Linked DNA regions of Mus musculus: all the other regions are linked to region 1. Evidence: chromatin contacts called from public HiChIP or PLAC-seq data. All regions are on one chromosome and are shown on one strand. Each heading gives the region's core, a stretch centred on a gene start, on an enhancer-like site or on the middle of the called end of the contact. The rest is flanking DNA. Distances are from core to core; before and after follow the strand shown. Region 1 overlaps Gm33073 (a long non-coding RNA gene). Region 2 overlaps Mef2c (myocyte enhancer factor 2C). Region 3 has its middle 12 kb from the start of Gm33274.

Region 1 (3,482 bases), core at 720-3,219:
ATAAAGGGAGTAGTAACCTCAGAGCAAGTCTTCAACCAGCTAAGCTTCCAATCTATGAAAAAGAATCAGGGCAAGTTTAGGGCTTTCACACACATTTAGTCACAGCATTCAACACTTTGGGGGCAGAGGAAGGCAGATTTCATAATTCATGGCCAACCTGGTATAGCAGAACAAGTTTCAGGACAACCAACTTTAGGCGGTAAAGGAAAAAATCAAAAGCAGAAAGCTGGTGAGAATGTATTTGAATGAGGGGCCATGTTGCAACCTCAGTAAGCAGCAGAACTTTGCAACTTCACTGATACAAGAAAAGGGTTACAAAATGCCCCTCTGTGACTAAGGAAAGTTGCTGACGTCAGGAGTGTGGCAGAAATGTTTCTGCATGGAGATCAAGAAGAGCTACTTCATGAAGCTACAAAAGTGAAGTCTGGACTGCCTTGGAGATGTCCATGAAGCCAGAGCCATGGAGAACCTGTTGAAAGAAGCTGTTAAAAGGGAGTAGAAACAACTAAAGAGGAAGATGTATTTTGTAGTCAACAAAGCTAAAAGGACTTCGAGATCTGAAACATACTTTGAAGATGTAGAGCTTGGAGTTTTCTCAGCTGTTTTTAGCCATGGTCCAGTGTTTCTTCATGGTGTTCCCTTTTCTCCCTTTGGGACTTGCAATGTCTATTCTATACCACTGTTTGTTGGAAAGTATGGTGAATCTTTTAAATTAAATTTCTTTTAATTTTGATTTTATAGAAAATTAGGGTAAAAAGAATGCCACCAGTCCTCAAAAGGAGTGTGAACTTTATGCTTTTAAACAATGTTGAGACTGTGCTAAACTATGGGGATATTCTAAGTTGAACTGAATACATATTTGCATTATGATATGGCTATAAGCCTATGGAGGCCAGGGAGTGGAATGTGGAGGTTTAAATAAGAATGACCTCAAATATATAAGCTTATATATTTAACTGTTTGTTAGCCAAGGAGTGGCACTTGTAGCCTTGTTGAAGAAAGTGTGTCACTGTGGGTTAGGTATGAGGTTTCAAATATTCAAGCCTGCTCCAGTGATTGTCTCTTTCTGCAGCCTGCTGATCCTGACGAAGCATCTGCCTGCATGTCAACATGCTTCTACATGACAAGTGACTAAACCTCTGAAAGTACAAGGTGGCTCCAACTTAATGTGTTCCTTTATAAGAATTGCCATGCTCATAGTGCGTCTTCACGGCAACAGAATACAGACTAAGACACAAAGTGTGCATTGATTGCTTAAACACACACACACACACACACACACACACACACACACACACACACACACACACGAGACAGAGACACTTGAAAAAGCACTTCTATTTGTTGAAGATGTGGCAGACCGCTTGCAATGTTTTGCTTCAGGCCTAGTGTTTTCTGGGATTTCATCTCCAGGTTCTACATTTATGGCTTTGCCCTCTCACAGATGACAGGTTTGCTCAAGTGAGAGGAAAATAACTTAGGTGAATCCATATATTAATGAAGGGTAAAGGGATAAAGCTAGTAGTCTATGTTCAAAGTACTATGGTTTTAATTTTAAGTGTCTTTGCTCTCAGACACAGGCATAATTAATCCAAAAATTGATGCCCCTGAACTCCTTTGGAAAGTTTTCTCTGTATCTAGGCATTTTTTCAGTCAGCAAATTTCTGGAAGTTTGACATCAGTGAGTTCTCACAGGCCTTCCATACTTTGTTGTTGTTTATTCCACTTGACGAATTTATAACATGAGGTCACACTCTATCCATGAAGCTTTGCTTTCCATCTGTTCTCCATCTTTACTCTATTATTAGTCCAGGCTTCTGGGATTTTGATCCTGCTTCATTTCCAGGACCCTTGTTGACGTCAGTGAGCACCCTAGGCAGAGGACTGCATGGTAATCAGCATGGCTCCACAGACTGTCTACAGAAGAACGCTTGGTCTCTGTGATACTGTGCGTTCGTTGGATGAACTCCTGCTTACTTCCTATGAGCAGTGGAGCTCACACCGAATGTTTAATGCAACCTCCAGTACAGGATGATATACTTGCTTCACCACCTATGTGTATTGACTTTCTGCTAAAAGGCTTTTATCATAAATTTAAAGAATTACCCAAATACATCTCAGGCTGTTGCTGAGAATGCAAGGTTTTTAACTATGTTTCTCCTACATTGATTTCAGTTAATATATTTTAACCACCCCCTTATTTTACTATGCCTTTTAATTTGTTATTCATTTGTTTCAAACCAGAACTTTACAGAAGCACTCTAGACCCACAGGAACTGAAATAGTTTGCTTTCATTATCTGGTAGACCTTCTCGAGTCAGTAGCCCTGGCAGAAACCACAAAACTGTACAAACTGGCAACTGTGGGTTTGTCTGTTCTCTATTGATTCTATTTCTAGAAACACACACACACACACACACACACATCAATGAATAAGCTATGTGATGGTACTCTTTAAGCTACCATCAGAAGGGGAATAGGGACATTTTGCAAGCAGGTCAGGATGGGACCTAAGGTTTTTAATTTGCATTTATGCATGGATTTTGATAGCAGTTCTACAACCTGATTTGCCGAAGTCTATTATTTCTAAATATGCTATTAAAATTGTGGAGCACCATGAATCAAATTGTTTAAAATCTAATAAGCTTCATAATAAAATGCTCATATTGACTAGTTTGAATACTTACTTTTTTTTTTCTTCTGAGAACTGCAAAGCAACTCCACCATAATTTTTTAAGGGAAAAATGCACTTATATATTTTTAAAGACTGAGAAGCTGTGACCCTTGAATTGTTCTCCTCTGTGATCTATCACTATGTAGAGTGTTATTTACTTAATAATTTTATTAATTAATTTTGTTATATTGCATGCCCTAGTGAAAAAATTCTGAGTTTGGCTTTAATAGCTGTGTGCCCTTGGACCTTTCTTTTCTCATCCATTAAATACTAAATGATCAAAAAACCTCTAGTGACTGTCCTAATATGCAAATTCAAAACCAGTCTTTGACAGCACAGGAGAAATATCTATAGTGGAAAAGATCATAGGTAGTGGAGAACAGAATACTGTGAAGTACACACATGCCTTCATACACATATACACGTTCAACAGAAAAACCAAAATAGCTCCTCTCTCCTCCTCCCCCAACAATGACAATGCAGCCATCTGTTGGATGTTCCACTTCACTTAGCAGCTGCTCTCAGATACAGAAATCTGCATTCCTGCAGCTTGTGTGGTATGCGGGCAGCATGTGTGGGTACTAGAATTTGACACTCCCACCCAAAGGAATGGCTTTCATTGAATAAAAATGATCACAGGGGCTTCTTATTCTCCCACCTCACAAATGCCTGTTTCCTGACCATTGGTATTTGGGCTATCTCTACTCTTTTGTCTATTAAAATGACTGTCTTAGACATTTCACATCAAGCAAGGATCTAAAATTGAAGAGGGCACTAGGGAAGGGGTTTAGTAAAACTCGTGGCCTGC
Region 2 (3,482 bases), core at 252-2,751, 500 kb before region 1:
AAAAAAATCCCAAGATAGTTACTATAGAAGCAAGCTTATGTACTGTGTGTGAACTACACTGCTTACTTCCAAGGATTTAGTAAGGTATTTGTCTTAGAACTGTGCTGCTGCCAGATTGTCTCTTAATAAAGATTTCCTAGGGACAGGGAACACAGCTCATAGGTAGAGTGTATCCCTAGTATATGCAAGAACCTACCTGGGTTGAGTCTTTCAACAAGCACACAAAAACATGAAAATCATATCTATGTAACTTTTGACCAGTTTGCCTGATAATTTTTTTCCACCAAGGGCAATATCTATAATAAAATGTATGTTCTAACATGTAATCTTATCTATACTATTTCCTCATTGATACTCCAGTGACCACTGGATAGAGAGGACAGCCCCTTCTCTGGCAGCTAGGTAGTATCTCTCTGGCTGAAAGGAAGGGACAGAAAGATCGTATTTCTTTTAGCTCCTGAGGCTGAGAGGGAGTGTGGTCTAAGACACGTAGGCTGACTTGGGGGCATCCACGTGCAGAGCTATTGCGATTAGTAAGATGCTCCTCGTAAGAATCCCAATTCTCAGTTACTGAGAAAAACACGTTTTAATTATTTATTTTGTGAGAATCTACACTTTTGAGATTAAGCCAACTGCTCAGTTCTTTGTTTCTGATCGCCTGGACAGGTGAGGGGTGGGAAGACGTGGGTGTGGAAGAGAAAGTATATACTTTTTTTTTTTGAAAGTATATACTTTTATGAACAAACGAATAATGGACTCTGCACAGTGCTGTGGGTCTTGCGGAAAACTTGCATGCATCTTAAGGATTCCTTTCCTATCCACAGCTACGTGAGCTGCTTCTTTCCCCCATTTTAACACAGACACAAGGAATGCTGTTTTAATTTATAGGCCGGGTGATAGGAAATGTAAAGGAATCCAGTGTAAGACTTCTCAATTTTCTTTAACAGCTATGAGGAAGACAGGGGGAAAAAATAAAATCTTAAGTGAAAATTTCCCAAAGTTGCAAGGAAAAGGGGACTATTTCAGAAGAGCTTCAAGAACCACAGACTTGGGCTTTCACATCTTGTCAGAAAATCTGCACTGTTGGTAAAACCTGGGGACCTGACTCAGCAGAGAAATGCCACCCACAGTCTCCGACTGTCTCTGCAGTTGTGAACTCTCTGTTTTCTCTGGAGGCTTACCACAGCACACTCAATACCCATGTCTCTCAGATGGAAAACTGGATGTTGTGGAAACGGAAATAAAATCATGTTGTATAATATTTAAAGGCATTTCTCGTAGCCATGCTTGGAGTTCTGCATGGACTTTAACATCAGTTCTCTGTTGGACAAATAACACTAACTAACCACTTAACAGTTTCACAATGCTCAAACTTGCCGTCACCATGGCTTTGAATAACATCTCGCTTCTTTTTAAAGATCACAGTTGAAAGATGAGAGGAAACAGCACCATTAAAAGAGGAAGTAAAATTGCAGTTCAAAGCCTGTTTCCATGAGGTAATGTGCATTATTGACCAATCATCAAAGAGGCCCCATCTATACTGAAATGAAGCATGAGGTGACAGCAGGTGGCAGGGGGCAGTCAGAAACCTCTTACCAGCCCTTGTGCATTAGTTATTGCTGAGGCCAAAGGGTTAGAGAAAGATCAATGAAGGTTTGTTGATCTGACACAGGAACCTGTGCTTAGGGAAATGGAAGCTGTGCATCTGAGTTCATCTGCTGGGACTGCAGGTTTCATCCCTTTATGAAAGCCACAGCAGCGGATAGTGGCAGCAGCAAGCCACCCCTTTCCCCTCACCTCCCTCTCCCCCCTCTCTCCTTAGATCTCTGTCTCTTGTGCATGTGTGGATCTCTAGCAGGAAGTTAAAACTTTTGAAATAATTTTCTGAATTATTTCTGTGTAGATGTATTTCCACACAGCTATTATTGCCTTTTTTTCCCCTCTAAAAGGAAACACTTCAATTTAGAAATTAGAACCCCAGGAAAGTCAGGTTTTCTTTCCCCCACATTAGTTTGCTTGCAAACTGAATGGTGGATTCTAATGACACACAGATTTCGCCCTCTAATCAGAACCTACCAATTTATTATCATACAATTTATTACTATTTTCTCTAATATAAGTAGAATTTCTCCTATTCACAGAAACTCGCTTATGGAAGGTGTTGAACTGTTTTTCTGGATTTTGATGACTTGTTTTCTGGTTGCTAACAACTAGTGCCTTGGTCTGGGAGCCAGTGGTCAAATGTAGACTTCAGAACGACTTGTTTGCTGCACCTCCAATCAGAGAAAGTTTCCTTCCCCATCACGGTTCATCCACACTGTCCTTACAGAGCAAACTAGGTGTGGCTCAGAGTAAACATCAGTGGTTTAGAAATGCTATTTCCCCCAGTGGCAATATACATTGTGGGTGTGTGACTGGAATATTTAAAACACCTGCTGTCCTGGAACTGAGCCAAATGTATAATACATTAGCAAATGCTTGGCTCCCTTCCAGCAGCATGGATCATACTGCCATCAAAATACTGAGGGAGTTGGCACAGAGACACTTAAAAGTTTCACTAGAAGCAATTTAGGACACGCATGTGTTTTTATCGTTAACAGGATCACCACACTAAACACCTCTGACTGGTTAGTATTATAATGAAATTAATTATTTTGAGTCAGAAAGGAAGCAGCAGCAGAGGAGAAGAACTCTTTGTTAGATTTCTGATTACCTTCTCAGGCTTTTAAAGTTCAGTGTCTTCACACTCCACCCCTCTCACACACAAGGCTTTTTCTCAGAGGCACACAGTTAAGAAGGCAAACTACACATTGAATTATAACCCTAACAAAGTTTGCTAATAGAAACTGGGATAGGTACCCTGTTAGATGGAGTCCTTATTTCTTTTCAACATTATTTTTGATGTTTCTTAATAGGATTAGTTTTCCATTTGTGCATATTTTCTCAGTATAAAAAAATCAGTAGACTGTCAGAAGAACTTCATTAAATACCATTTATCCCTCTATCATGTAAAGTACTTCACAAAATGACTTCACTCCTTATGCTGAGTACTCATTTCTCTCAGGTCCTTAAACACAGTAGGGCAGGCACACTCTGACCCTTAGCTTATAAAACGATTTTTAAGTTGTAAAAACAAAATTTACTGCAGAGTTCAGTACTTATAAGGGGTGTGGGGGTTATGTGTGAGTGTGTGTGTGTGTGTGTTCAATGTTTTAAAACTTGCCTAACAGGGAGCAGCAAGAAAAGAAATGGTGTGGCATGCCTGAAGATCACACACCCTACTTGTGCTAATGGCCATGTATATTACTTGTTGATGTTCACAGTAAGACCAAACACGAGGTTACAATTTAAAAAGCTGAATTTTAGTGGAGTTTTGAAACATGCCCAAGGTTGCAGTTTATACAAGTATGGAAACGTGGTTTGTGAGTCTCCAGGTTGTACCTGCCTCTTGTACCACGTTAGCCAGTGCAGTAGTGAGAAAG
Region 3 (3,482 bases), core at 308-2,807, 350 kb before region 1:
TCTAATTGAGGGGCATAAAAAATGATGGATCGACATTGACAGAATGAGCCAGAGAGAGGATAAGGCCAGCTTGTATGAGAACAGTATTTGAAAGAGAGGCTACTTAAGAAGGCAGAGGAGAGAGAAAGAGAGAGAGAGAGAGACAGACAGACAGACAGACAGACAGACACAGACAGACACAGACAGACACAGACAGACACACAGAGAGAGACAGAGAGAGAGAGACAGAGAGAGAGCCAGTTTTTACTTGGATGTTTTTTACAGAGACAGAATGCAGGCACAGGTGAAGATGGAATGAACCAGAGAAAGAGAAGGGGAGCCAGAAGATAAGAACAGATTGCAAGAGTTAATTTGAGGCCAAATAGCAGTTCAGTGAGAAGCTGAGAGAAGCCAGTTTGAATCAGCCAGCTTAGAGAGAAGTTTTGGCTAGAACAGCTAAGTTGCTACAGCCAGAAAGAGTTAGGAAAGAGAAATGGTGAGCTTAATCATCAGTAAGCATCTAAAATGACAATTACACCTGGGTAAAAATAGTTATTTTTACACTCTCCTCAGTCAAGGGCTGGTAAAATTGTCATTAGTTCATAAAATGGTAGCGTGCTGGGAAAGAAGAGATTGTAGATGCTGGCAACTGTTTGGACAGGATTCAAGATGATGCATGAACAGCGAGACAGCAGAGAAACATCTGAGGATGCTGAAACCACAGCTATGTGAGCACAGGACCCAGAGAATCTCCCTTAACCACATGCGCACATGGAGATGAACACAAAATGGGTCAGAATGCTGGTAGGATGTTGATGATAAGTCAAGATTCCTCCCCTCCCCTCCCCTCCCCTCCCCTCCCCTCCCCTCCCCTCCCCTCCCCTCCCCTCCCCTCCCCTCCCCTCCCCTCCTCTCCCCTCCCCTCCCCTCCCCTCCTCTCCTCTCCTTTCCTCTTCTCTCCTCTTTACCTCCTCTCTTCTTTTTCCAGTCCCTGTTATGATAGGCAACTAATTGGAAAGTAGACTAAAAGTAGGCCTTATTTCTGCCATGATGTGAATGGGGATTCCAAATAAACATAAATGTACTGTTACTGGAGAAAAAAAAAGTAAAATTATCTGTATTTTGGACATCTGTGTCTGATGGCATTAGCTTTTAGTACAGAAAGACAGAATCATTCTTTCCTCTTCAGGTTCCAGTGTCATAGATATGGCACATAGTAGGTATGCAACAAACAGTTGTTCATAGGTATGCAACAAACAGTTGTTCACAGAATGAATCAATATTGTAGAATAATGTTTCATGCTGACTGCTACAGATCTTTGATCTGTTGGGTCACATTAAAAATGTCCTGCCTTACTGTTGCCTACTGCATGCCAGATTGGCCTGTTTACTCTGTGGTTTCCCACATTCCAAACAGTGCAGTTTGCTTGAAATTATACTTCAGCATTTTCTGGAGTGTTTCTTCTGCCCACCCTTCTTGCAGCAACTCTACTTTAGTTCCTTGTGTGCCAGCTGCTGCAATAGCTTGCTGTCACTAAGCCTAGACATGTATCCACCCCAGAGGGGTTAAGGGAGACCACATCAATGCTGGAGACCTGGCTGTCTTCCAGCACTGCACTGTGGGTCATTCTAGTTTGTGCTTTGGTGAGGTCTATTTTCCCCAATGCCTTTCAGTTGTGAAGGGAGAGGGGGGCTAAGATGGAGTACTACAAAACAGAAACAGAAAGCTCAATGTGTGGGTAGAGAATCCCCCCTTTCCTCTTGAGCAGAGGAGACCCATTCAGAGGATGTTCAACTTATATTTTCCCTTCTGCATTAACTTCTTCCCCAAGTTTTCTGGGGCTGACACCTGTAAACCAGATGGGCTATCCACTGACATACTGAACTATATAAAACCTGAAAAGGCATGATTGTGTTTCCTTCTTGTAAAGACATCTGCTGTTGCGGACGGCTGAGATCTCAGAAACTATTCTGTGAAGGTAATATTTGGTATTTCTGAGATCTAAAAGGCCTCACATACTTTAACATTAAACAATTTAAACACCAACAGTATTTAAATGGCTTTGTACATAAGATTGGAATACATAAAGAAGTATAAATTGCCCTTCTTATTTTTGTGTTCTCCCATATGTATGTTCATATATTTTGGTTGCAAGTAACAGGAAATATAATTCAAACTGATTTAGCAAGCTGAAAATGCCCTGAAAACGACACACGGTACAGTGGACAGGGAGCAGTGATGGGAGAGAGTGACAGGCAGTGCAGTGGACAGGGAGCAGTGTGATGGGAGAGAGTGTTAGGCAGTACAGTCGACAGGGAGCACTGTGATGGGAAAAAGTGACAGGTGATGCAGTGGAAAGGGAACACTATGATGGGAGAGAGTGATAGGTGGTACAGTGGACAGGGAGCAGTGTGATGGGAAAGAATGACAGGTGATGCAGTGGACAGGGAGCACTATGATGGGAGAGAATGACTGGCAGTACAGTGGACAGGGAGCAGTATGATGGGGCAGTGCAAACTCTTGCCTTTTTCTCTCCTCTCTGCCTCCTAGAGCTTCCACCAAAACACCAAAAATGATGGCAAGCAGCTTTTTCCAGTTTCCTAAATAAATTAGGAAATTATTTATTGTTATTTTTTAAACTACTTTTTAGTTGACATTGAATAACATCATTTTTCTTCTTTTTACCCAGTCCTTCCCACATTCAATTCAATATCCTCTTTTACTTTGATTATTATTGTGACACACACACACACACACACACACGCACACACACACAGAGGACTTACTAAAGTCTGCTTAGTCTGTGTTTTGTCTTTTTTGTTTATATGGATTCAAGTCTAAACATTTTCAATGGACAATCAATAAGGGAACTCACCATTGAGAGAAACTAACTCTCCTTCTACCAGAACTCATCAGTTGCTTCATAGTTCTCTGTCTAGTGTTGAAACTCCACAAAAATATCCCCCCACCTATTAGCATATCCATTGTATTGCTATCGTTCCAGTCTGGAGAGAAAACTTTTTTTCTGCCTGATTTCAGAAAAGCAAAAGAAGAATTATTAATATAAGGTCAATGGCACTGGAGAGAAACATGTGGATGTAAGGGTGCCTCCTTTCACAGAATTATCCCATGATTCATGTGCTAGGGTGGTAAATTCACATATATGATGGCATGATGGCAGGTTCATCTATGGGAAACAATTTGAGGCTGAGAACTTCATCATGAAGCACACAGGTTGTGGCATCTTGTCTATGGCAAATGCTGGACCAAACACATGTGGGTCCCAGGTTTTTTTTTTTTTTTTTTTATCTGCATTGTCAAGACTGAGCAGCTGAAGATAGTCTTTGGGAAGGTGACAGAAGGCATGAGCATCATGGAGTCTATGGAGCATTTCGGAATGGAAAGAGCAGCAAGAAGATCACTATTTTCAACTGTCGACAAATTCTTTTGACCTATGGGTCCTGTAGCTCAGGAGAGCATCCCCATTCCATCTGCTACCAAT

What was found. HiChIP or PLAC-seq counts read pairs in DNA pulled down with a chosen protein or histone mark.
Region 2: an H3K4me3 HiChIP or PLAC-seq map of the 230-238 cell line shows a contact between it and region 1, with 19 read pairs. The contact joins two enhancer-like sites. A contact is called at or near these places in 3 of 484 Hi-C or Micro-C datasets (macrophages, pre-B cells and pro-B cells) and 3 of 115 datasets of contacts at active chromatin or transcription factors (the 230-238 cell line and large pre-B cells).
Region 3: a RAD21 HiChIP or PLAC-seq map of pro-B cells shows a contact between it and region 1, with 4 times the contacts expected there. The contact joins two enhancer-like sites. A contact is called at or near these places in 1 of 15 datasets of contacts at CTCF or cohesin (pro-B cells) and 1 of 484 Hi-C or Micro-C datasets (myocytes).

What each region holds. Positions count from the first base shown.
Region 1 is chr13:83,111,403-83,114,884 of GRCm38.p6, reverse strand. The region is part of intron 1 of Gm33073 (a long non-coding RNA gene); the gene reads left to right. Among named protein-coding and RNA genes, the nearest start is that of Gm33073, 7.4 kb to the left of the region's middle. Within about 2 kb of position 1,969, at least 66 of the 459 cell types and tissues checked have an H3K27ac peak or open chromatin away from gene starts, as enhancers often do. A contact at or near this core is called in the 230-238 cell line, pre-B cells and pro-B cells, where this site is marked.
Region 2 is chr13:83,607,345-83,610,826 of GRCm38.p6, reverse strand. All of the region lies in intron 3 of Mef2c (myocyte enhancer factor 2C), which reads right to left. It overlaps Gm52043 (a long non-coding RNA gene), which reads left to right. Exons shown (of 3, transcript XR_003950628.1): 1 at 1-3,482. Among named protein-coding and RNA genes, the nearest start is that of Gm52043, 16 kb to the left of the region's middle. Within about 2 kb of position 1,501, at least 111 of the 459 cell types and tissues checked have an H3K27ac peak or open chromatin away from gene starts, as enhancers often do. A contact at or near this core is called in the 230-238 cell line, pre-B cells and pro-B cells, where this site is marked.
Region 3 is chr13:83,456,991-83,460,472 of GRCm38.p6, reverse strand. No RefSeq gene overlaps it. Among named protein-coding and RNA genes, the nearest start is that of Gm33274, 12 kb to the right of the region's middle. Within about 2 kb of position 1,557, at least 17 of the 459 cell types and tissues checked have an H3K27ac peak or open chromatin away from gene starts, as enhancers often do. A contact at or near this core is called in pro-B cells, where this site is marked.